Linked DNA regions of Mus musculus: regions 2, 3, 4, 5 and 6 are each linked to region 1. A link is a contact called in public promoter capture Hi-C data. All regions are on one chromosome and are shown on one strand. Each heading gives the region's core, a stretch centred on a gene start, on an enhancer-like site or on the middle of the called end of the contact. The rest is flanking DNA. Distances are from core to core; before and after follow the strand shown.

Region 1 (3,631 bases), core at 655-3,154:
ACGAACAAGTACCTTAGCCTGCTCAGTACCGGATAAAGTCTACATCTGCATTGTGCTCACGCCCAAACTCTCCATTCTTCTTATCTTCACTCTGCCTCAGATTCCCGATACTTTCTGGACAACTGTTCCTCTTCTCTCTTCCACAGTTGTTCTCGAGGCCATCAAGTCATAATCTCTCTAAAACAAGGGCCACACACTTGGAAGCCAGCAGAGGAATGTGTATGGGTGGAGTAACACAAGTGTTTATATAATAAACACACAAGGAAACCATCATTCCCTCTTCGGAGGAGTGTGCGGAGGAGTGTGCGCCCTCTCAGCCCAGCACTCCCTACTAGTTCTGAGGCACTGGGTCAGACAACTCCATCTCTAAACTACAGCAAATGGAAAAAAAAACAAGAGAACAAGAACAGTGCTAACCAGCAAAGGCCACAAGATCACACTAAAGGACCAGCCAGTGGTGACACAAACCAGATTATCCAGTCTTCTTAAAAGGCTGCAAAACCCTGGTCAAGTAGAGCCCTACTAAGTAAGTTACGATAGACTTCAGAATTTGTGGGGAGAACCCATATATCTGGATTTTTGTTACTTGGTCTCTCTTGCTCAAAAATAAGTGAACGATCAGGCAGAGAAAATCTGCGACTTACAACCCCCCAACTTCTCTACTAAACCTTTCCTCATAGATCCTGGTTCACAAATTGGGCTCACAGAAAAATTTCCTGGGGTGGGGCCTGTGAGAGGGCCCTTGCTACCAAGCCTGAAGATCAGAGCGTGGTCCTCGTGACCTACGTGGTCTAAGAAGAGGACCAACTCTCGAAAGTCGTTCTAAGCCACACACACACACACACACAGAGAGAGAGAGAGAGAGAGAGAGAGAGTAATTTTTTCACAGAGCAGTGAAACAGTATAAGTTCTTATGTCACCCCAGAAGGTCCAGCCTCTGCTTTCTGACTCTGCCTCAGACACAGACACAGATGCAGACGCAGGGACACTGAACTAAAATCTAACCGTGTCCCACGGGTGGGTCAGCAAATCTTCAGACTAACCTTCAGGTTTCATCAAATGCTTGCTTACTCCAGCTCTTTTACTAACTGGACTGTTTCACGTACCCCCCCCCTTCCATTTCCTTCACAACTCTGCTTAAAATATACTTCTCCCCCGGCGGGGCACTTCTGGACTAACAGTGTGGAATTCTTGTTGTTGGCCTTTATGACAAGAGGCCTGCAGATTTGTGTTTCAAAAGTGGTTGGTGTGCTTCCCTGGGGAAAGACAAGGGGGAGAGCGGCTCCTTTCCTCCCATTCAACCATGGACTGACCAGAGGCTGCTAAAGCACCATTCAGATTTCCGTGAAGTCAAATGCAAATACACAGCTGGGATCAGCCAGAAGGGGTTGCGTATCACCTGTCAGTTCCCCAGTCAAATATGTGGCCATTTTGGAGAACATGTCCCGGCAGAGCTCATTGATGTCAGCTTCGGCAGGCTCCTTTGCTTCCTCGGCTGTCTCCACCGCAGCATCATCTGGCAAGGTGTGGGTGGGAGGTGAGGAGTAAACGTCCTATCCCCAGACCTAATCCAGCCAAAGCGGACGGTTCCTAAGTCCCTCCCGACTTGGGCTCCCGCCGCCTTCGTTCTCCTCCTGCCACCATCCCGTCCCTTCTCCTCGCACCCGCCCACCTGAAACGCCAACTCCGTTCCCATGCTCAGGAGCTAGGCTTTCGTCTCAGTGCCCTGACTGCGGTAGACAGGTCCACCGGCTCCTGCATCCGGACCTAGCCTCCCCACCATCAGCCGCCGCATCTCCATCCACACAGGGTAGTACCTCGAGGTGGCTGCTCCTCCCGTCGCGTCGCCGGGACGCCCTCCGCAGCCGCCGCCATGCCCGACCCAAGGCTGCTTCCGGTTCTAAGGGCATCTGCGCGTGCGCCCCGCGGGTGCCCCGCCCCGCCGCTTGCTCACAGCTTCCTTGCTTTGATCGGCTTGCCCAAGTCACACCTCAAATAAGGACCTTTTATCAAAGTCCAAGCATGAAGCTGAAACTGAAGCTAAGGCTATTGCGAATTAGCCCGTTACTGAGATCACAGTACCTGGTTGGCAATGCGTTCGTCCCTGCAGCCACACTCTAGAACGGTCACTTGTGCCAGCCACGGCCTGTCTTGGGTTGTGGACCCATCATAACATGTCAGCTAAAGTTATTGGAGAGAGGTGGCCTCCTCCCCAGACACCAGCACCCTGACATGTTTTGTTCATCAAAGAATTGTTCAGGGATTCGCTTTTACAGGGTGTCTCCCACAAGATTTCGGCCTTGAATCTTCTTTTTTTTTTTTTTTGGTTTTTCGAGACAGGATTTTTCTGTGTAGCCCTGGCTGTCTTGGAACTCACTTTGTAGACCAGGCTGGCCTCAAACTCAGAAATCAGGGATTAAAGGCATGTGCCACCACCGCCCGGCTTTGGCCTTGATTCTTGATGGAATCTCCCTTACCTTTCCCATAGGCCTTGGACTAGTATCAACTCTCTGACTCACATCTCTTGAAGTGCAAGCTAGCCCCTAATGTTTAGTTGAAAGGACCTCTCTTGAAGGAAACTTCCGACGTCACTGACACATAGGTTATCTTGATTATACTTAGTTGTTGCACGCGTCTAGCGGGTTTACGGAATGCTTGGGGGAGGGGGGTGGTGAGAACAGGTGGGGGTGACAGGGATGAATAGAAGGCTCAGTGTGAGGGAATGAGAGTCACTGGAGAGGGGGAAAGAGGTGTGTAAGGGTTTTCAGGATGCAGGCTCCTGAGCATCCAAAATCTTAAGTGTAGAGTTTTTGACTAAGTTTAACTTAGTCTTGGTTATCCTCTAATCTCCTCTCTGAAGACTGATTCTCCCTAGACTGATTCTCCTTCTCTCCACTCCTTTCTATAGGATAATCAAAGTACCCGCCGTTTCAAACATTCCTATGAACCAAGGCTTCTTATTTCAAGATTGCTGGGAGAAGCAACCTCCCTGAGATTGACATGGCCCCCAGTACATTCCAGAGAGTGTACAACAATGTCTTACACTCTTATCCTTCTCTCTTCTCTCAATAGCCCCAGAAGGAAATGCAAAGACGTGGTTTTCTAAAGAATTTTATTGCTAATCACCTTGGAACCTCACATTGTCCTATGACGAAGAGAGCCAGAGACCACCACATATTAGTCCAAAAGATCAATGAATCCTGATAGCCTTTCTGGCTTGATTCCTTCAGGTTTTGTTTGATTCCAGGTTTGAAGTCCCCTCAGTTCCAGCTAGTCGCTGGAACATAAGAACCAGAAGGCAGGCTCCTCCAGAATTCACTGACTTCACCTTTGGAGGGGGTCACTCTTAACTCCTCTGTTGGAATCTCACCACACAAAAATCTTCTTTCCACTACAGCTTCCTTTTCTCTTTTACAGGGAAACCCCATGAGGAAAGAAAGGGAAGGCCTCCTACACACAACCATGCCTGCCAGTGGCAGATATCGTGATGCACACAAAGGGTAAGAGTTACTGGAACGTAGGAAGACATCCATCGCCCACTCTTTGGACTTCTACCTGTTAACTAATCGTGGTTGTCTGAGGTCTTCCGGAGAGTCATTCCCATCTGCTCCTTTTTCTTGTTTGTTGTTGA
Region 2 (3,631 bases), core at 666-3,165, 2.9 Mb after region 1:
CTACACTCCCAAAGCATTCTTCTCCATTTACTTCATGATACATTCTTTAAAGTTATGAAGTAGGTTCTCATGAGAAACCCTCCGGAAAACTAAGACTCCTTGTCGTTGCCAGCTCATCAACCTTCTCAACTCTTTAAGTGATTGATACCTTTCACCGTTAGGAGGAGATTTGGTCATAATTGGTTAATATTGAGATGCTTAAATTTCATTCTATAGAATACTGCAAGAAGGATGATGTATTCCAAAGACAACTCATTCTGACTGCAGAACAAAGGGAAGGTACGGGAACTGGGGTTTTAAAGGAAGCTTAGATTTCCATCTAAGTGGTGTCGATGGTGATGTCTTTGCCGTCACTGTCATGGAGAGACAGGATTAATTCACTCTGTAGACCTAAGCTGGCCTTGCGTTCTGGGAGTAAATGTGTGTGGCACCACCACATGGCAAGCAAAGGTGATATTAAGGCTTAAAGCACCTTCCAACAAACTGCATATTGTTTTAGGACAATGACCTTTTTTAACAGTTAATATTGTTAACAATGCCCTGTATGGAATTTTTATTTTATTTTATTTATCTCAGTCTGTAGCCCCAGATGCCTGTACTCACTACATAGATTAGGCTGGCCTTGAAATTACAGAGATCTGCCCAACAGTGTTGGGACTAGAGGGACAAGCCATTCACACCTGGCAATAGGAACAAATAAAACTAAAATGTCCTGTCCTTGCAGTCATGTGCAAGCTTAGAGCCATTTGGTAGTGGAAAAAAATCACCAAAGACTAATAATTGTGAGCCTGTGAGTTAGTATTTTTTAAAAAAATGTACTACTGTTGAACAGCAGCCTGCTACAAAGTCTAAGCTGACAGGTTTTGCTTCTGTTTCTAAATAATCCAATAACTACTATTAAATACCACCAGCCTTTCCATGTGAAATGGGCATTTCATTAAAGTCTTGGGGTGAGCAGCTGCCCTTGCTTTGTAACAGGCTCCTGGATACAGCTATTCCCGTCTTATGGGCACCTATCTGGAGTAGTGCCATCACCAGGTATAAGGAAGATGAAAGTCAAAGGACCACAAGCAGCAAACAGCCTCTGTGGAAACCCTTGCACTGATCAAACACGGCAGTGACTCTCAACCTTCCTAATGCTGCGACCTTCCTTCTGTTGTGGTGAAACCTCTCTTCCCCCTCCCCCAATAAAATTATTCCGTTGCTCCTTCACAGCTGTAATTTTGCTACGGCTAGGAGTCTCGTAATGTAAATAAATATTTTTGGAGATAGAGGCTTGTCAAAGCGATCATGATCCACAGGTTCAGAACCGCTGGGATACAAAATCTAATCCGTTTTTAGAGCCCAGGCCTGGAGAACCGCAGGGCCATTCCACGTTTACTCTGGTTTTGACAAAGGCCACGGCGCAGGTAAAGGAGACCTGGTTTCCCGATCGCAGCTCGGAGGAAACAAATCGCTATGGCCATAGAGGCCAAGACACACGAACTCTGCCAGAGATGGGGTCAAAATCCAGAGTCCTCTCTCAACATCCACTGGATGGATGACCTTGGGGAGCTCCCCTCTCGACCGGCCTCACTCCCAATCCACACTGGGAAGTGGGGCATAAGGCTCTCCGCTAACCGTGCGAGCCCTGGGGCGCTCGTCACTCGCGGTGCTGAGGCTTCCTAGATCCGCCATGGGGCCCTGACCCTCATTTTCTCCAGCGCCTTTCCCATTCCCCAGCGTCTCCCCGCAAAAAGAAAACCTCGCGCTGTTCCGGGGCTGGAAAAACGGCCAGACTCTAGTCGGCCCTACAAAGCTCAATCACCGGACCGAGCAGCCAAGAGCGCTTTCTCACCCACCTTCGTCCGAACCCCAAACTCGGCGGCCGATGTCCTTCAACAAACCTAGCGACGAGCTCGGCCCGACCGGAAGACGCCCCCTCCCCGCACGCGACCGACAGGCCGCGACGACTCGGCCCTCGGCGTGGATTGGCTATAAACGCCAAGTCCCGCCCTTCTACTTCCCGTTTCAGCCGGCGTCAGACCCGACGTCAGAACGGAAGTAGCCCTGGTCTTACCTACGCTCGTGGACGAGTCGCGTGGAGCTGTCGGCTCCCTGTTCTGCGCGTGCGATTGCGTTGAGACGCTCCGTGAGGTATGCGGCGGTGGGAGCCTTGGGGCTGATGACACGGGAGCTTCGGCGTGGAGGGAGGAGACTTCATGCCTGTCACCTCGGCTTCCTGGCCTGGGTCTCCGGGTTTCGTGCTAAGCACAGTTGGCTTGGGATGGGAGGTCTTATTCCCTCAATCCCCTCGGAGCTAGCAGTTCATGCAAGCCATGCTGTCCTCTGCAGGTACCTTAAGTGCCTTCTCTACGTGATCGCCAGACTGTTTGGTGCCTCGGTCTCATCGGGTCTATAATGGGAACTATAGAGTCCCAGCGAAGTAGACCTTGTGAGCTATACTGTTTCTACGAAGCATGCACCCATAACAGAACAAACCTTACATTTTTCGTTCGTCGTCCCTTTCACAGTCTCACTCGGCTACTAAAGTTTTCTTCCTAGGTATCCCAGAACCAACCAGGCTGCCCTGCGTCTTCATTTATACCTCGTCTTGGTTCTCATGGTTTCCCTGATGTGCATCGTTTAAATCCTTACACTGGCTTTCACTTCTGTCCAATCTGTAGACTGAGGAATATTCTCCATTATTTTGTCACGTTCCCCATGGCTCTGAAGTACCAAGTAAACGCAAACTATTAATTTTTTAAGTATCTTTCACCAAAGAGCCAAATTATTTTCTAAAATATAAGTTGTTACCATGCTTTATTTTCCCTGTAGCTTAATTGAATAATTCAGCTTTTTAGAAAGCCTTTGAAGAGTTGTTTGACAGGCAACTGGTTGGTGTATTTTGAGAAATAAACTTTTTCTTTCTTTCTTTCTTTCTTTTTTTTTTTTTTTTTTTGAGACATAGTTTCTCTGTATAGCTCTGGCTGTCCTGGAACTCACTTTGTAGACCAGGCTGGCCTCGAACTCAGAAATCCGCCTGCCTCTGCCTCCCAAAGTGCTGGGATTAAAGGCATGTGTCATCACGCCTGGCAAACTTTTTCTTGTTTCTCTGTTGTTGTTGTTGTTGTTGTTGTTTTTAGCATTGTCTACCATCATATTTCTATTTACTATTATTATAGTTATTTTTGAGACAGGGTCTCATTATGGAGTCCTGTCTTGTCTGAAACTCACAGAGATAGGCCTTCCTCTGCCTCCCAAGTGCTGGAGTTAAAGGCATGGACCACCAGACCCGGTTCTTTATTTATTTAATGTACAGCTCAAAAGCATCATTCTTATGAAGTGTTCATCTTTACAGAATCCTGCCACTTCTCTTTTGTTTATGCATTATAATCTGACTTGTATCTTAAATTACTTTTTTCCCCCCTGAGACAGGGTTTCTCTGTATAGCCCTGGCTGTCCTGGAACTCACTCTGTAGACCAGGCTGGCCTTGAACTCAAAATCCGCCTGCCTCTGCCTCCCAAGTGCTGGGATTAAAGGCGTGCGCCACCACTGCCCGGCTTACCTTAATTTACCTACATTTTGTTTTCTAAATAATGTATGTTTGGCGGTATGGAATTATATATATATACACACACCTCACATAAT
Region 3 (3,631 bases), core at 843-3,342, 2.8 Mb after region 1:
GCGCTTTGGAGAGCTGAGGTAGGACGATCCCAAATTAGAGCCCCGCCTAAGCTACACGGCCAATTCAAGGTGCGCGGGTGGGTGCTAGGCCCTTGGAAGAGGAACCCAAAATGAGCAGCTTAAAAAGGCTCTTCCTCAAAATAAAAAAGGCCTGAACGTAGTTCAATAGTAGACTGCTTTGCCTAGCCTAAGCTTAGTCCCTAGTTCAGTCCCCAGTAGAGAGATCCTGTACACTTTTTAAAAACTATTTTTTGTTTTTGTTTTGTTTGTTGTTTTGTTTTGAGACAGAGTCTCTAGTAGTTCTGGCTGTCCTGAACTTGCTACCTAGACCAGGCTTGTCACCTGACCCTGCGTCTCCAGTGAACCACCACACCAAACTGAGAACCTACAGTTTATAGACACAGGCCAAGAAATGTGTGCACAGTACTCAGAAAACTGAAGAATTTTTAGGATAACCTGGGATGCATAGTGAAACGCAGTAACATAAACATCAACTTTTTCTAAATACCATGTTTGAGACACCAATTTCCTCATACAGCTGAGTCCCCCATAACCTGGCTCTCTTCAGGAAGACGTATGTCATCTAGTAAGGCCAGCAGGCACTCTGAGTACTCATATTTACCAAACGCTTCTGATGACTGTACTGTTTCATACGACAGAACCTTGAAGGGCATCTTATTTTACAGATTAATGCTGGCTGAGAATAATGCAACAACCAATAGTACTGAATTTGGCTTTTTGTTCATTTTTTTGGTAAGAGTGAAGCTTAAACCAGTTTTTCAAGCTCAGGCATGGTGGAACAAGCCTATTAATATCTGTTAGGGACCTGGAAGAGAAAGATCCCAAGTTCGAGGCCACTAGGGTACAGAGCCTGTTCGAGGCCTACAAACAGGTTCATATTGTAATGGAAATGCTCTTCGGAAGCAAGCCGGGAAGCATCAATCCTTGTATCAACAGCCCAGCATAACCACCTTGCCACTACGAGCACCCGCAACGATTTTATTGCAATTTTTAACCAGCTGGTTTGTTAAACTGAACCTCTAAGCCCTGATGTCTTCTCTTACATTCTTAGCCATTGATGGAAAATGCTAAGGTGACTATGTGAAAGACCTGAAGTCTTTCTGTACTCACTACGTCTACGATAAATGGCACCGTTTTAACATCCTCCCCCTACACATGACGGCCAAAGGAATTTGCATCCCTTAAGAAAAATTATAGGTCTACGGTCATTATGAAACAATGTGCGGGGGGGGGGGGGGCGCAGAGAAGTGGTGGGGAACACGCAACCGTGTTGAGTGACTAGTCATTTCAGAGTGCTCTATTAGAGCACAGCCCTCGACTACCGAGGCTGTGAAACAAATCCGACACAAACCTTCATCTAATGCTTTTAAAGGCTGCGGCCAGGCAAAGCCAACCGCTCAAAACGCTGTTCTTGTAACAGGCCCCACTTCTGCATCTCGCCCTGCAGGGCTTCGGGGGCCCCAGAAAAAAAAAGGCGAGGGACAAACCGCCTCCAAACGTCTTTAGGCGAGACTTGCAATTGATGTGAGCTTTCCAGGAAGTACTGCGCACCACAAAACTGGCTCGTGGGCCATTCCGCGGGCAGATCCAAACCCTGCCAGGCTCGCAGCCCATGAGGGGAGCCCCGCACCCGCCTCACGAGAACTGAGGCCAGGCTGCCAGCCCAGAGAGACCAGGGGAACCGAGAGCGGCGCCTGCCCGCCCACTCCGCGAGAAAGGCGGGGTCCCAGCTAGCGGACGCTGGGAAACAATGGCGCGAGCATGACGTGGGCCGGGGGCGTCGCCGCCGCGCGGGGAAGGGGCTGCGGCGGGCCGGGGGCGCCCGGGCCGGGGGCGTGCGCCACGCCGGGGCGCTGAGGCCGCGGGCGCGCGGGCAGATCTGGGCCGGGGTAGGGAGCCCTGAGGAAAGGGACGCCGGGCGGACGGCGGGGGCCGCTGGGTCGCGCGCTGGGCCGCGCATCCTCCCCAGCCTGCTCGCTCGCCGCCCGCCCGCTCCAAGCCCCCTCCCGCCCGCCGCGGGTGCCGCCGCACTCACCGGCCGCACCGCACGGCAGCAATCCTAGCGCGCAACTGCCGCAGCCGCCTCGGCGCGCGCCCTCCCCGCCCCCGCCGCCCCGGCACCGCCCCCAGCTCGCGCCCGGCCAGGGACCGGCGCTCTGTTCCTTACCCGGGCTCCGCCGCAGAAGCCGGCCGCGGCGATGCTCCCTGGCGGGCGGTCCTGTCTCAGGGCCCCTCACAGGGCTCGGGGAACTTCCCACCACAGAACTCCCAGAGCTGCTAAACTCCGAGGGTGATGCACGTTAACAACCTATCCATTTCCTAGGAATAACCACCTCTTGGCTTTTTGCCTGCTCCCCTCAGCACACTCCTGGCTGCCCCGCCCCTACCTTAGGTGACCACGCCTACTCTGCGAGAGGCTTTCCCTAAGGTGGGAAGAGTGTGTCCCTTACTCCTAGCAGCTTACTCCTAGACAAACGAACCAGAGGGTCTCCCTGGAAGACCTTGAACTCAACTCCATGATAATCATAGGGACCAGCTTTGGGGTTTATCAGAATGAGTTCAAATCCTAGTTTCACTACTTACCCAGGGAACCAACCAAGGAACCTGACTACACACAGTTGATTTATCCGAGATATTATTGATAGAATGAAACAATACAGACTCCAGGCTTAGTTCTGGATCCTAGCAAACAATAAATAGTAGTTGAATACACTGACACCCGTTACCGTACTTCACTACAAGACAGCCCACCCACTATGTCCAGAACACTGCATTCCTTAGTCTGGGCAGCTCTGGAATTCATCGCAAAGACCAAATTCTAGTCCTGGGAGCCTCGGAAAAGCAACTGATCTACTGGTTCTTCGACCTTGGACTTTGCCCAAGATCTTCCCGAGTTGGGGATATTTGATCCCTCCCATTGTTTTTCCTCTGTCCTAATTCTGAGGATCTTTGTCTTTCTCTCAGGCATTTGGCTGATTTGATTTTGATTTCCTTTAGATGGTATCATCCAAGACTAAGCCAAGTTTTGTAGTACCATCATAATCAAGGAGGACTATGGCTTCCACTTTGTAACAGCGCCTTGCATTTGTGCAGTAAAGTTCTCAGTGAACACTAAGTATGGTAGCTTGCCGGGAGTCCTAGCTTCTGGAGATGCTAGGACTAAGGCAAGAGGATTACGTGAGCCCAGAATTTGAAGTTAACCTGAGCAACATAATGAAAGAAAGAAAAAAGGGAGAGGAAGCAATGGTGAGGGGGGGGGGGGGAACAAGGAAGAAAGAGGAGGAAGGAGAAGAAAATGAAAAAGAGAAGAAAGTTCTTGGCAGACATACTACTGACTCATTACACTTGCAGTCAACCTGAACCACAGGGTGTTTTTGAAAACAGGAGGGCTCTGCTAACAGCTTCTACTTACCCTCCTGTGCCTTTCACCCTGCCTAGGTCAGCTGAGGATAAGCCCCTATTAGGCTTTTCACCTATTAGGCTTTTCAACATGGGAAAAATGGCATGTAAGCCAGTTTGCAGTTAGCTTAATACCACCTTTAAGCCAAGTATGTTTCTAGAAAGCCTGGTTTTGTAGGTAGGCCTGGAGTGGTTAAAGCTTACCTTGAAT
Region 4 (3,631 bases), core at 531-3,030, 2.5 Mb after region 1:
CCAGAGTTTGATTCCCAGCACCCAACCCTTTATGAATAGCTTGCAACCACCTGAGCTCCAGGGTATCTGATGCTGCCTTGGGACCTCTGAGGGCACCTGCAGGCATGTGCACAAACCACTCCCCCTCCCCCAACACACACATAAAAATGCACACAAGTAAAAATAAATTGCCAGGTGGTGGTGGCAAATGCCTTTAATCCTAACACTTAAGAGGCAGAGGCAAGAGGATCTCTATGAGTTCAAGGCCAGCCTGGTCTAGAGAGTGAGTTCCAGGATAGCCAGGGCTACATAGAGAGACTCTGTTTTGAACATAAATAAATAAAAGTAAAAAATTGAAGATGGAGACATGACTCAGTGGTTAAGAGCACTGACAGCTCTTCTAGAGGTCCTGGGTTCACTTTCTTGCACCCACACTGGAGAGCTCACATAGGTCTGTAACTTTGATTGCACAGATCAAACACCCTCTTCTGGCCTTCAAAGGCACACGCGTCCACATGGTACACAAACAGATAGGCAGGCACATACTTATAAATAAAATAAAAATAAGAAATAAACTATAAGTAAACAAATGTACAGAAAGCAGAGCTGACCTACAGTAAAATTTTGTTTGAATTTTTTTTCTTTTTCCTCTTTTTTAAAGATTTATTTATTTTATTTAGGTGAGTACACGGTAGCTGCCTTCAGATGCACCAGAAGAGGACATCAGATCCCATTACAGATGGTTGTGAGCCACCATGTGGTTGCTGGGAATTGAACTCAGGACCTCTGGAAGTGCAGTCAGTGAGCCATCCTCCAGCCCAAGAATTTTCTTGGATGAACTTTTTTTTTTTAACCAACCTCTACAGACTCTCAATTTAGGATTTTCAAGTTCCTATTGCTATCCACTTCTTTCAGAGGTCCCAGTGTACATCATTTGACTCCATTGCTTTGGGATTATGGCACCACAGTGCACCATGTGGTGGAGGGTTGTTCACTCCAAGGTCGGGATGGAAAGAGAGACAAAAAGGGACCAGGATCACAATATCCCTTCAAAGGGTATACTCCAGGGACCTAACATCATAGTAGGACTTGCTTCCAAAGTAATTATAAGCAGAGTTTTAATTAAAAGGCTATTCATAAATACAAACTACTAATGATTAAAAAAAAAAAAAAAAGCCAGGTGGTGGTGGCACACATAGATGGATCTCCGTGAGTTTGAGGCCAGCCTAGTCTACAGTCAGGACTACACAGAGAAACCCTGTCTTGAAAACACATACGCACACACACACAGAATTTAATGATGTTGACATTTCTTTACCTTAGTCATTTGAATTTCATTTTCTTTGGCCTGTGCCCTTTGCTAATTTCAATAAAATATGTTAGAATTGAACAGGGTCTCTATTTTATTTTATAGATATTTTATTTTATAGATGTGGTCTCATGTATCACAGGTCGGCCTCCACTTGCTATACAGCCAAGAAAGACCCTGAACTTCTGACAGAGTTGTATTAATGTGCCTAGGTAACGCAGTGCTGGCCCTAAAACAGATAACAGAAGACACAGGGGTTGAGTAATTTGTAGCCACATCACTCCTTGGGATGCTATCCAGATCTTCTGACTCTAAACTAGAGATTCACCTAAATTATATTCTATCCCCTCCAGGGTAGCCTGCCTAAACGGTATCCTCCTTCCATGTCCATCAACTGAACATTTTAAGTAATTTTAGTAAGCAGTTTGAGCTAAGCGCATGCGGTCCTTCCTCTTCGCACGATTGGACGGTTGCGTCTCTTTTGGCCCCAGGGACTCGCCGTCGTCCGGCTGCGGGTGATCGCTAGTTGAGGTGATGGCGACTGGGACGCCGGATTCGCAAGCCCGATTTGGTCAGTCCGTGAAGGGGCTTCTCACGGAGAAGGTGAACACCTGTGGCACCGATGTAATCGCGCTCACCAAGCAGGTGCTGAAAGGCTCGCGGAGCTCCGAGGTGAGCGGGGCGTGGGCTCCCCGGGCCCAGTCCTCCTCCCAGCGCTGGCTCCGGGAGAGGCGGCGCATTGCATCCTGGGGAGTGTAGGCTTTTGGCCCAGGCGCGTGTTGCATTCTGGGTGAGTTTCTTCAGTTTAGGTTGAATGCTTGTAGTTGGAAGAGATGATGGGTGGGAAGGGGAGAAGCACAGGCGGGCAGATGAGCTGCGGCTCCTACACAGTGCCTGTTTGTGTTCATGGGCGTCTGTAGTGAACATCAGTCGCTTTTCGAATCTCGGCTTGGCGATGGCCTCAACTTCCAAGATTTCTTACACCTCTCTCTTTGTGGGTTTATTCTTTATATTTCTGGCCAAGCTCTTCACTGTTTCCTAGACAAGCTTTTTCTTTTGCCCTACCATCTCCTCCCCCTTTCTCCATCCTCCATCCGATTCTATGAATGGAATGATTTGATGACACGTACACGCTGCTTGTTGAGGTCGTTATCTGCCCTAGAGAAACCGTGTGCCCACACAAAGACACGTACATGTTCATACACTTTTCCTCATGAGACAACTCACACGCTCATGGACAGGTAAACGGGCATATGAGATGCAATGACCTCGTCTTTGGTATGTATTTACTAATGGAAAATTAAACGTATGGCGGTGCCTAATGGGCACACCTTAGTCTGAGCTCTCAAGAGACCTGGGATACAGAAGGGACTGCTTAGAAAACTTCCAATTTCACCTTCCTTAGTAACCCCTACCTTAGTAACCCTTCGGCAAGTGGTTACCGTTTCCAACTTAGTTTTCATAGGAACGGCACCTGCTTTCCTATGTAGTTGCAATAATGACACACTATGTTCTCAGGCCTTTGGATCTGTGCATGGATGTTCACAACATCTGACTTATATTACTTTAAACCTGCAGTGTAGCAAGAGCTGGCTTTCACTGACAGTGGCTGCAAAACAAAATAAAAATCCCATTACAAGAAGTGCTCGCCCTTACTGTATAACAGCTGTTGACATTGCTGACCTGATGATCTCTGGTGACATGTTTTGCATGTGGTCCCATCTGACACGTTGCTTTTAGGAATCTGTGTCAGGGGAAAGTTTGAAGAAATTAAAGAATTGTTATATTGCTTTTTTTTTTGCAGATATAAATTATGCAAATCATGGTTTCACCATTTGACACTTTATCATGGTTGCACAGAGTTCCTGGGTCGTTTTTTGTTGGCAGTCAAGTTGACTTTCCTTTCTTTTTTTTTTTTTTTTTTTTTTTGCTATTTCTAGATTCTGTTTCTTTTGTAGAAAGTGTATGTGTATGTAAAATGTTGCATACATCATACAAATGTGCACACACATTCTTCTAGATAAACAAATTGGGGGAAGAAATGCTATAAATAGGCTTAAACTTTTTAAAGGTGGGTTTGGGGCCAGCAAAATAGCTCAGCAAGACAAAGTGTGTGCTACCAAGCTGGACCATCCAAGTTTCTGTCCGAAACTGGGACCCATATGGTGGAAAGAAAAAAAAAACCAAACTTTGAAAAGTTATCATCAAGCTTCCACAAGTGTGGAAGCCATGGTACACACATCCTTTTCTCTCCTCCACAGATTAAGTAAATAAATGCAATTAAACTTTTTTTTTTTAAAGCCAAGTATAGTAGCACATGTCCTTAATCCCCGCAATTGGGAG
Region 5 (3,631 bases), core at 310-2,809, 2.3 Mb after region 1:
GCGGGTGTCGGGCTCTAAGAGAACGGTTAAGGCCCCCTGAGCCAAGGGTCCACGGACCCTTCCCGGGCTACAGCTCTTTCCTTTGTCTACCCTCAAATTCTCCATTACACGGATGTTGGCTGGCCGCCCTGCCTTCAAACTATGGATGTGAGGAGGACGCGGGCGGCGGCAGCTGAACCCGCCTGACAGGCCGAGCCAGTGACAAAGAGCTGGCGGCCTAGGCTGAAACCGCGGAAACAATCCTTCCTGGAGGAGAACACAGTCCCTTTAAAGATAGGAAAGATGCTACTCACGTTGTCGATCACAACAGGCTGGTTGGCGATCACATCGTAGGACTCCATGGCAGAGGAATCTTTCCCTCCGAGGAAGGAACTGCCAGCCCGGTCCGCAGCAAACGCCACTGACACGCATGCGCAGTCTAGTCGCCGGTACTGGGCATCCAGGGAGCCGCCCGACCTCGCCTCGGAGGAACTACAATCCCCAGCATTCTTTGCCCCAGGGCTTGCGCTCCAAACCGGGTCCCAGCCCGATCGGATTTAGGAGATTGGACAGTGTATTTCCTACACATGGTGGGGTCTGTAGTGTTTGTAGATTAAAGAGCCACAGTGTTGATGATTATCTTGCATGACTGGATTTGAGATCCCTTCGAAGGGGTTTCCAGTACACTCTTAAATTTTGGAGTCTGAAGTACTTGTGAGTAGTTGGGTTTGGATTTGTCAGTACTTCAGGGGCGGTTGAATTTTACAGAGTAGTTCTATCTCTCAGCCATTCCTTCACTTGGGCAATACAAACCATTAATAAACATCTGTCGCTCAGTGGTAGAATGCTTGCCCAACACATATCCCAGCAGCACCGGGAGTGGTGCTGGAAGCCTTTAATCCCACCTCTTTCGAGGCTAGTCTGGTTTACAGAGTTCCAGGACAGCGAGGGGCTATAGAGAAAAACCCTGTCCCGAAAAACAAAAAAATGAAACAAAAAGCAAAACAAGACAAAACCCATGAAGCAAAAGCCAATGGAGGTTATAAAAAAATACCTGTACGTTGGATGCCACAAAACCACGGGCCTAAAATATCATCTAAAGGTTTAGAAATTGTTTTATTATTTTTCTTGACCTTGATGGATGACAACATCCAGGCGAAGAGAAAGAATAGGTAAATTTTTTTTAAAACAGCCAGGCATTTTCCCCAGGCACATTTCGAGTTACCCTTTTTGTCAATAGTTCCAAGAAATATTAGAGTTGTAACATTAATAATAATGACATACTGTCTAATGAATTAGTTGTCAAGCTTATCTTAAAATTGTGTATTAGTAAAACAATATTAAGCGCTTCTTAGTAGTTGTGTAGAGCTTTCATAGGACCCTGGCGCCTCAAGGTACCAAGTCTCTGTTCTAAACTGGGTTCCTCCTAACACTAGGGGGAGGCCAAGATCCTTGGGACGCTCCCAACCCAGGGGCAGGGAGGCGGAGTCTATTGTCAAGTCACGCCTTCCCCACTTGTGACTGGCAAAGACACTAGCCAATAGGTGTCAGGAAAGGGCACGCTGACGCCCCGCCCCTTGGAGCTCCCCGCGGTCCCACAGCATCCTCTGGCCGACGTCTTGAAGGCTCCGGCTTGGGCGGACGGAGCCTCGTGCGCAGGCGCGGAGTTAGACCTCGCCGTAGCCCCCATCGCCTCGGGGAGTCTCATCCACAGTGGGTCCGCTGGCCCATAGGGGCGCTTTCCCTCCTCTACCCTCCCGGGTTCTCCGCGCGCCCTACGCGCCCCAATGGCGGAGCTGCGGCCTAGCGTCGCCCCCGGTCCCGCCGCGCCCCCGGCCTCTGGCCCTAGTGCCCCTCCGGCCTTTGCTTCACTCTTTCCCCCGGGACTGCACGCCATCTACGGAGAGTGTCGCCGCCTCTACCCTGACCAGCCGAACCCGCTCCAGGTTACCGCTATCGTCAAGTACTGGTATGCTCTGGGCCTCGGGAGGACGGGGTCCGGCCGGGAAAGCTTCGAACACCCGGGACGAAGTAATTTGCAGAAGGGGGAGGAAGAAAACGGTTTAAGTACTGGGGAACCAGGAGCTTCCTGGTGCTGTGGAAGGAGTTAGGACAGAAGTTGGGAATGGGGACAAAGGGTTAATGGATCCCTTGAGTAGTGAGGGGTTAACCCGGATTAGGACAACCGAGAACTGGGGGTGTATACAGAAGCGGAGGGGGGACTGTAAGAGCGAACTGTAAACGTGGAGAAAGGAGGGGGCGCCTGTGGTGGGTCATTAGTGGGCTTGGGGGAGCCAGGGGGCGGCTGGGGTGGGATGGGGGGGGGAGTGAGGCGGGGCCTGGAGAGCATTTGAGAGGGCTTTGGAGGGCACAAGACCGCGTAGTCTAGGGCGGTCCGGGAACCAGGACGCCCCTGTGGGTTAGGAGGGAGCAAGATGAGGGCATTGTGCCTTTGATGAGGGAAGAGTTGAGGAGAGGCCTTCTTTCAGTCTTCTTTCGGGACCTTCCCGAGCGCAGGAGCTTCTGTCATTCAGTGCGAAGCTGTTGCTCTTGAAGTTTGACAGAGCAGCTCTTCCAGATAAACTTTTTGCTTACTCTGCACAGTTCTCTTTCTCTCTGCAGAGCTTGCTTCTGGCTTTGCAGCTGCTTTAGCTTTAGGACGTTAGTTAAGAACAGGTTTCGGGAGAGCCAAGCATTAGCTCGGGATTGAAGGGGATCATAGCTCGCCACCAGGTGCGTGACAGAGACCTGAGTGGGCAGGAGGAATGAAGAAGCGCATTCTGTCTTGTCTTCGTGATTTCAGCCGAAGTTTAAAGATGCCCTGTAAAAGATCAGTTTCCAAATGGGCTGGCTGTCTTTGGGGGTAGAAATGGCACTTTCTCGTCTCCTATTCTTTTTTGCATCCTGTTTCTTCAGTCAGCCTTCAGACAAAACAGGTGTTATGAGACAAGTCCTTGTGGTCTTTCTGAACCAAAAATAGATTCAGAGGTGGCCACATTCAGGCAGGCAGTCGTTGTATTGTATGATCCTGAAAAGTTCCTTGCCTTGGGGTATTGGCAAATGGTGGTCCTGAAGTGAGGGATGCCTTTGCAGGTTACACACCCTTTAAAGCTGAATCTTTTTCCTATGTGGCATCCTCTTATTGCCTCTGGAGATGGGAGATGGGCTGTAGAGAGCTGAGGTTACCCCCCCCCCCCGTGTGTCACTGGGATAATAATGCAAAGGAAACTGACAGCCAGGAGGGTCTGGGGACCAGCCTGTCCGGGTAGCCAGGAGCCATGCTGGCAAGGCATCTGTGCAGGGCAGCCTAGTTCCTGGCTGACTAGTGTTTTGAAGATTGCTTCTGAGTGGGTAGTGGCTCTTGCTAACTTAATCACCCATTTCAATGGCACCTCTGTATTAGTTGTGATGAACTTGTCCCATGTCATGAGAAAAACGGGGCTGACCTTGCCATACTGTTTGCTCTGATCTTGTTTAAGTGTGAGGGAAAGTCCCTGTGCAGAATAGGGGGCACCTGGTTTTATGTCACCTACATGGTCATCAAGACAGAGTTGCCTGTTAGAGGTATGGAAGCAAAGACCAAGGGTAGTTATACTATTTTCTTTCTGTTATAAGCTTTCAGTGAGGCTGTATCCCCAGAAGTAGACCAGAA
Region 6 (3,631 bases), core at 704-3,203, 2.2 Mb before region 1:
CTGTAGATTAGTTTTTAGCCTATAGCAGAGGACATCAGTCATTTTAGGAAATAGAGGATCAGAAGCCATTAGAATTAGGTGGCCAGGTTTAATATAGCCTTTCTGATTAGTTGTAAATTACTGAAGATTCTCTTGGAATTTCCTGGTACAAATCCTTTTGCTTATAATTATGAATATCCTGACTCTTCCAAGCTATACTTTTTTTTTTTTTTTTTACACTTCATAAGTCAGATCTTGCAATTAAATGCTACAGAATGGCAACTCTTGTTTTAGTCCAATGGCAGCTGGCAAGTACCATCTTACCTCTCTTGCTTGGTGCGGTTTCCTCACCTTACTAAGTCCCTCCCATGTCAGTGTCCGTCTAACCCATTCTCTACAGGAGGATCACATTCTTTGCTCTCCTCCACCTCTACTTATATTCAGATGACTAAATCCTGTCACTGTCTAGAATGCACAGAGCCTGTTACATGTTCTTATTGTACCGCACAATTCTTTTGTACATTTGCTCATGATTTCTGTCCGCCTCCTCAGTAAGAAAAGCTGTGTATTGGGCTCGTGACTCTATCCCCAGTAGCAAATAAGGGCAGCCCTGAGCAGGTCACATTGAAAGTGCTCAAGAGACATCGATGCAGTGACTAAACACACAGGCTGAGGCTGACTTTATCTCCAGAACCAACAGACTGGAATCTGTTTTTACAAATAAGCTCAACACAAAGAGAGATGTTTAGGTCTAGCCAGTTCCTAAAGAGTTTTTATTTTTTCGGGAGATTGGATCTGTGGTCCCAGGGTCAGCATACTACGTAAGCTCTGTACTGATGAGCCACAAGTCTAAGGTTTTAGTTTTTATTTATTTTTTATCGTCTTACATGTATCAACGATTGCTTTTATCTGTGCCTGTTAGAAGCTGGGGATACGCTGGTGTACCACCAATCGTGGCTCCACTTAAATGTCTAGTTGGGCAAGAATCTAGTGATCAAGAGTAACATTTAAATAAGTGCCCTGGAGGGAGATTCTTGGGCATATCGATCCTTCTGCCACCAAACCCACTTTTTTTTAGTCAGAAGGTCCAGAAGGGCTTCTCTGGGAAAAAAAAAAAACAACTAAAAAAACCGATTAAATAAAGGGGTTGAGCAGGAGTGTGTTCCAGATAGACGACACGTGAATTGCACAGGCTTCGCGACAAGAGCGAGCTTAGTGCACTAAGACACTGGAAATCGCCAGCATTACTACATTGATGTCAGTGACGTGGGACACATGAAAGCGGAGGGGTAGTCGAGATGTACCACGTGAGGAAGCTCTCGGCTGGCTGGGCTACTCTTACATTTGCGTGCTTTTCCCTCCACTTCCTTCTGTGTGCATCCACAGAACTTAAGTCAGATTAACCTAACGGGTGTGCGGCCGGTGTGCTTCAGCACAGCGCAGAGATCACAGCCGGGAGACCAAAGCGTTCTGCGGCTGAGCCACCAAAGACGCGTCCGCCCGCTCTGCCTGTGCCCAAGGACCGGAACTCAACGGCACCCGGAGAGGGAACGCGCGCTGGGTAGCCGCTTCCTTTACCGCGCCATTCTCGCTGGTCTTCATCAGGCAGCCAGCCAGCGACGAAAAGATGTAGCCATGCCGGGTGTAGGTGCCGCTGCCGGGGCTGCCTTCCTCCAAGTTACACAGACGTTCGCCTGCAGAAGACAAGCTGCCTCAGCCACGGGCTCCCAGAAGCTGGTTGCCACACAGCCTGGAACTGCGTGCGGAGACCGCTCACTTACCGGGGATGCAGTACCTCACCGGTGGTGCCATGCTTGCCACCATCCACAACCCGGATGAGAACCAAGACGACTTCTCATTGGTCAGCTAGAGGAGCGGCCTCGCAGTTACACGAGTACCAATTGGCGCCTTCGACCGCACGGGGTGTAAGAGCGAGGTCTGACTCCATTTCCCAGGCTGCCCCGGGACAGATCTCTGGGCGTGCCTTTGCGGGCTCCGGGCCTCGCGCCTGCGCAGCTGGGTGGTGATGGGCGGGCGGCGGGTCCCGGTCCGCTGGCTAGCGCTGTGGGCTGAGGGCCATGGTGGGTCAGCCTTAGCTCGGCCCGGCCTGGGTCCTGAGCTGGAAGGGGAGGCAGTGGGTGGCGGACAGGGAGACTGGGCCTAATCTGGCTGATTGAGAAGCTGGCAGGAGGCAGGTAAGAGTAAAGGCGCGGTTCTTGCTTCCCATCCGAGTCCCGGTGTCCAGGCCTTTAAGTTAAGTTCCTGATCTCTCTACGACCTGCCCTGCGTGGATGCGTCCTCCTAGGTCCGAACGCATTTTCAGCCCCAACTCGCCCATTTCATGAGTTTGAAGACTCAGATCCAGGTTTGCTTTGTACAACAAAGTGTCGAAGTTGGTTCGAGACAGCCCAAGCTTAAGCCGATTTTTTTTTTTTTTTTGGACCTGAGCCCATCATAGATGGACCCTGCTGCACCTGGAGACACAACCTTTTTCTAGTTTTGTAGAACGACAGTTTCTTCTCTTGCAGGCAGATACTCTATAGAGTGTGAGCTCCTTAACTATGAATGAGCAGCTTGACGTTAGCATAGCATTCCTTTTGCTTTTTTTTCCCTTTTAGCATGTTAGCCGGGAAAGAAGCCTTCATTAATAGAATATTGTGCTTTATTGATATCTGACATCAGCTTGAGGTGGCAAAGGTTCCGGGAGCAGCAGCTTTTTCCGGATGAAATTTGCCATGACTTTGATCTCACTTTCATCTATTGGCTCTGGAGTTTATTGCTCTCTCCCCTTCCCTCCCTGTCAGCCAGGCTTCTTTGAGATACAGATGGTGATTTAGGGGAGTGCTCTTGCCTGCTAATCTCTAATCTGGTGGCAGATGGCCACTGTGGCCTGTGGGTCCTACTGAGAGGTGGCAGTACTTGGAGTGTGGAGAAATTATGCTGGCTTTATTCCTCCTCCGTGCATTCAGGTCATTCGTGCCTTCCCGCCACATTTAGATGTAAATACGACTTTGCTTTTTCTCTGTTTCCTGAGGGAAAACTTTTTCACTTGTGGCCCATTTAATACGTCTTTTTCTAGCCTCGTCATTATCCTGATATCCCATTAGGCTGAGGGGAGAGGGTCCTGGTCTCACTCTGTTCACTCAGAGTTGATAGGCACCACAAGCTTTCCATTTTACGGGTTTGATTTCCGGTTTGATTTGTCCTCTAGGTTATTGATCTCTAGAGCTATGATTCTAATACTGGTTTTATTTCTTTGTTAATCAGAAAGGATGAGCGCAGCAAATACTTGGGTGTTATCACATTGGTGAGAGTGTCTTTGCTGGCTCCTGTACAGCTGCCAGCCTTTCCTGTTCTGCATCTCTCCAGGTCATTCATTCAACAAGTATTTATTGAATACTTCTACAAGCCAGGTATTAAGATGTTTATAAGCATTTGATTTAAACCTTGGGCATATGTGTGTATATGTATGTATGTATGTACACGCATACATTTGTATGTATAAGAATTTAAGGTTTAGAGAAGAAGGTTCCAGGACTACTTATGGAAAGATTTGAACCCTAAATAGGGTATACATAGATGAGAATTGGTCAATCGAGCCTTAAAGTAGGCATTTCACACAGAACTCAAGGATGGAGAAGGTGATTGACAG

Evidence for each region. Promoter capture Hi-C pulls out the DNA fragments that hold promoters and counts their contacts.
Region 2: a promoter capture Hi-C map of pre-B cells shows a contact between it and region 1, with 5 times the contacts expected there. The contact joins the promoter of Atp5md here to the promoter of Bloc1s2 in region 1. A contact is called at or near these places in 1 of 39 promoter capture datasets (pre-B cells), 1 of 115 datasets of contacts at active chromatin or transcription factors (double positive thymocytes) and 1 of 9 other capture datasets (liver).
Region 3: a promoter capture Hi-C map of liver shows a contact between it and region 1, with 2.4 times the contacts expected there. The contact joins the promoter of Nt5c2 here to the promoter of Bloc1s2 in region 1. A contact is called at or near these places in 2 of 39 promoter capture datasets (liver and pre-B cells).
Region 4: a promoter capture Hi-C map of liver shows a contact between it and region 1, with 2.3 times the contacts expected there. The contact joins the promoter of Borcs7 here to the promoter of Bloc1s2 in region 1. A contact is called at or near these places in 2 of 39 promoter capture datasets (liver and pre-B cells).
Region 5: a contact with region 1 is called in a promoter capture Hi-C map of pre-B cells, with 2.2 times the contacts expected there. The contact joins the promoter of Sufu here to the promoter of Bloc1s2 in region 1. A contact is called at or near these places in 2 of 39 promoter capture datasets (embryonic stem cells and pre-B cells).
Region 6: a contact with region 1 is called in a promoter capture Hi-C map of the C10 cell line, with 5 times the contacts expected there. The contact joins the promoter of Zdhhc16 here to the promoter of Bloc1s2 in region 1. A contact is called at or near these places in 1 of 39 promoter capture datasets (the C10 cell line) and 1 of 9 other capture datasets (liver).

What each region holds. Positions count from the first base shown.
Region 1 is chr19:44,144,542-44,148,172 of GRCm38.p6, forward strand. It overlaps Bloc1s2 (biogenesis of lysosomal organelles complex-1, subunit 2), which reads right to left and starts at 1,905. Exons shown (of 5, transcript NM_028607.1): 1 at 1,818-1,905; 2 at 1,400-1,516. The coding sequence starts at 1,875. Pkd2l1 (polycystic kidney disease 2-like 1) reads right to left here. Exons shown (of 15, transcript NM_181422.3): 15 at 3,096-3,631.
Region 2 is chr19:47,088,732-47,092,362 of GRCm38.p6, forward strand. Atp5md (ATP synthase membrane subunit DAPIT) reads right to left here and starts at 1,916. Exons shown (of 4, transcript NM_023211.5): 1 at 1,842-1,916. Pdcd11 (programmed cell death 11) reads left to right here and starts at 2,035. Exons shown (of 36, transcript NM_011053.2): 1 at 2,035-2,136.
Region 3 is chr19:46,960,216-46,963,846 of GRCm38.p6, forward strand. Nt5c2 (5'-nucleotidase, cytosolic II) reads right to left here and starts at 2,093. Exons shown (of 18, transcript NM_029810.5): 1 at 2,057-2,093.
Region 4 is chr19:46,688,126-46,691,756 of GRCm38.p6, forward strand. It overlaps Borcs7 (BLOC-1 related complex subunit 7), which reads left to right and starts at 1,781. Exons shown (of 5, transcript NM_025563.3): 1 at 1,781-1,960. The coding sequence starts at 1,823.
Region 5 is chr19:46,395,337-46,398,967 of GRCm38.p6, forward strand. Sufu (SUFU negative regulator of hedgehog signaling) reads left to right here and starts at 1,560. Exons shown (of 12, transcript NM_001025391.2): 1 at 1,560-1,948. The coding sequence starts at 1,767. It overlaps Actr1a (ARP1 actin-related protein 1A, centractin alpha), which reads right to left and starts at 405. Exons shown (of 11, transcript NM_016860.2): 1 at 294-405. The coding sequence starts at 341.
Region 6 is chr19:41,931,492-41,935,122 of GRCm38.p6, forward strand. Zdhhc16 (zinc finger, DHHC domain containing 16) reads left to right here and starts at 1,954. Exons shown (of 11, transcript NM_023740.3): 1 at 1,954-2,174; 2 at 3,247-3,392. Exosc1 (exosome component 1) reads right to left here and starts at 1,823. Exons shown (of 8, transcript NM_025644.4): 1 at 1,761-1,823; 2 at 1,558-1,673. The coding sequence starts at 1,791.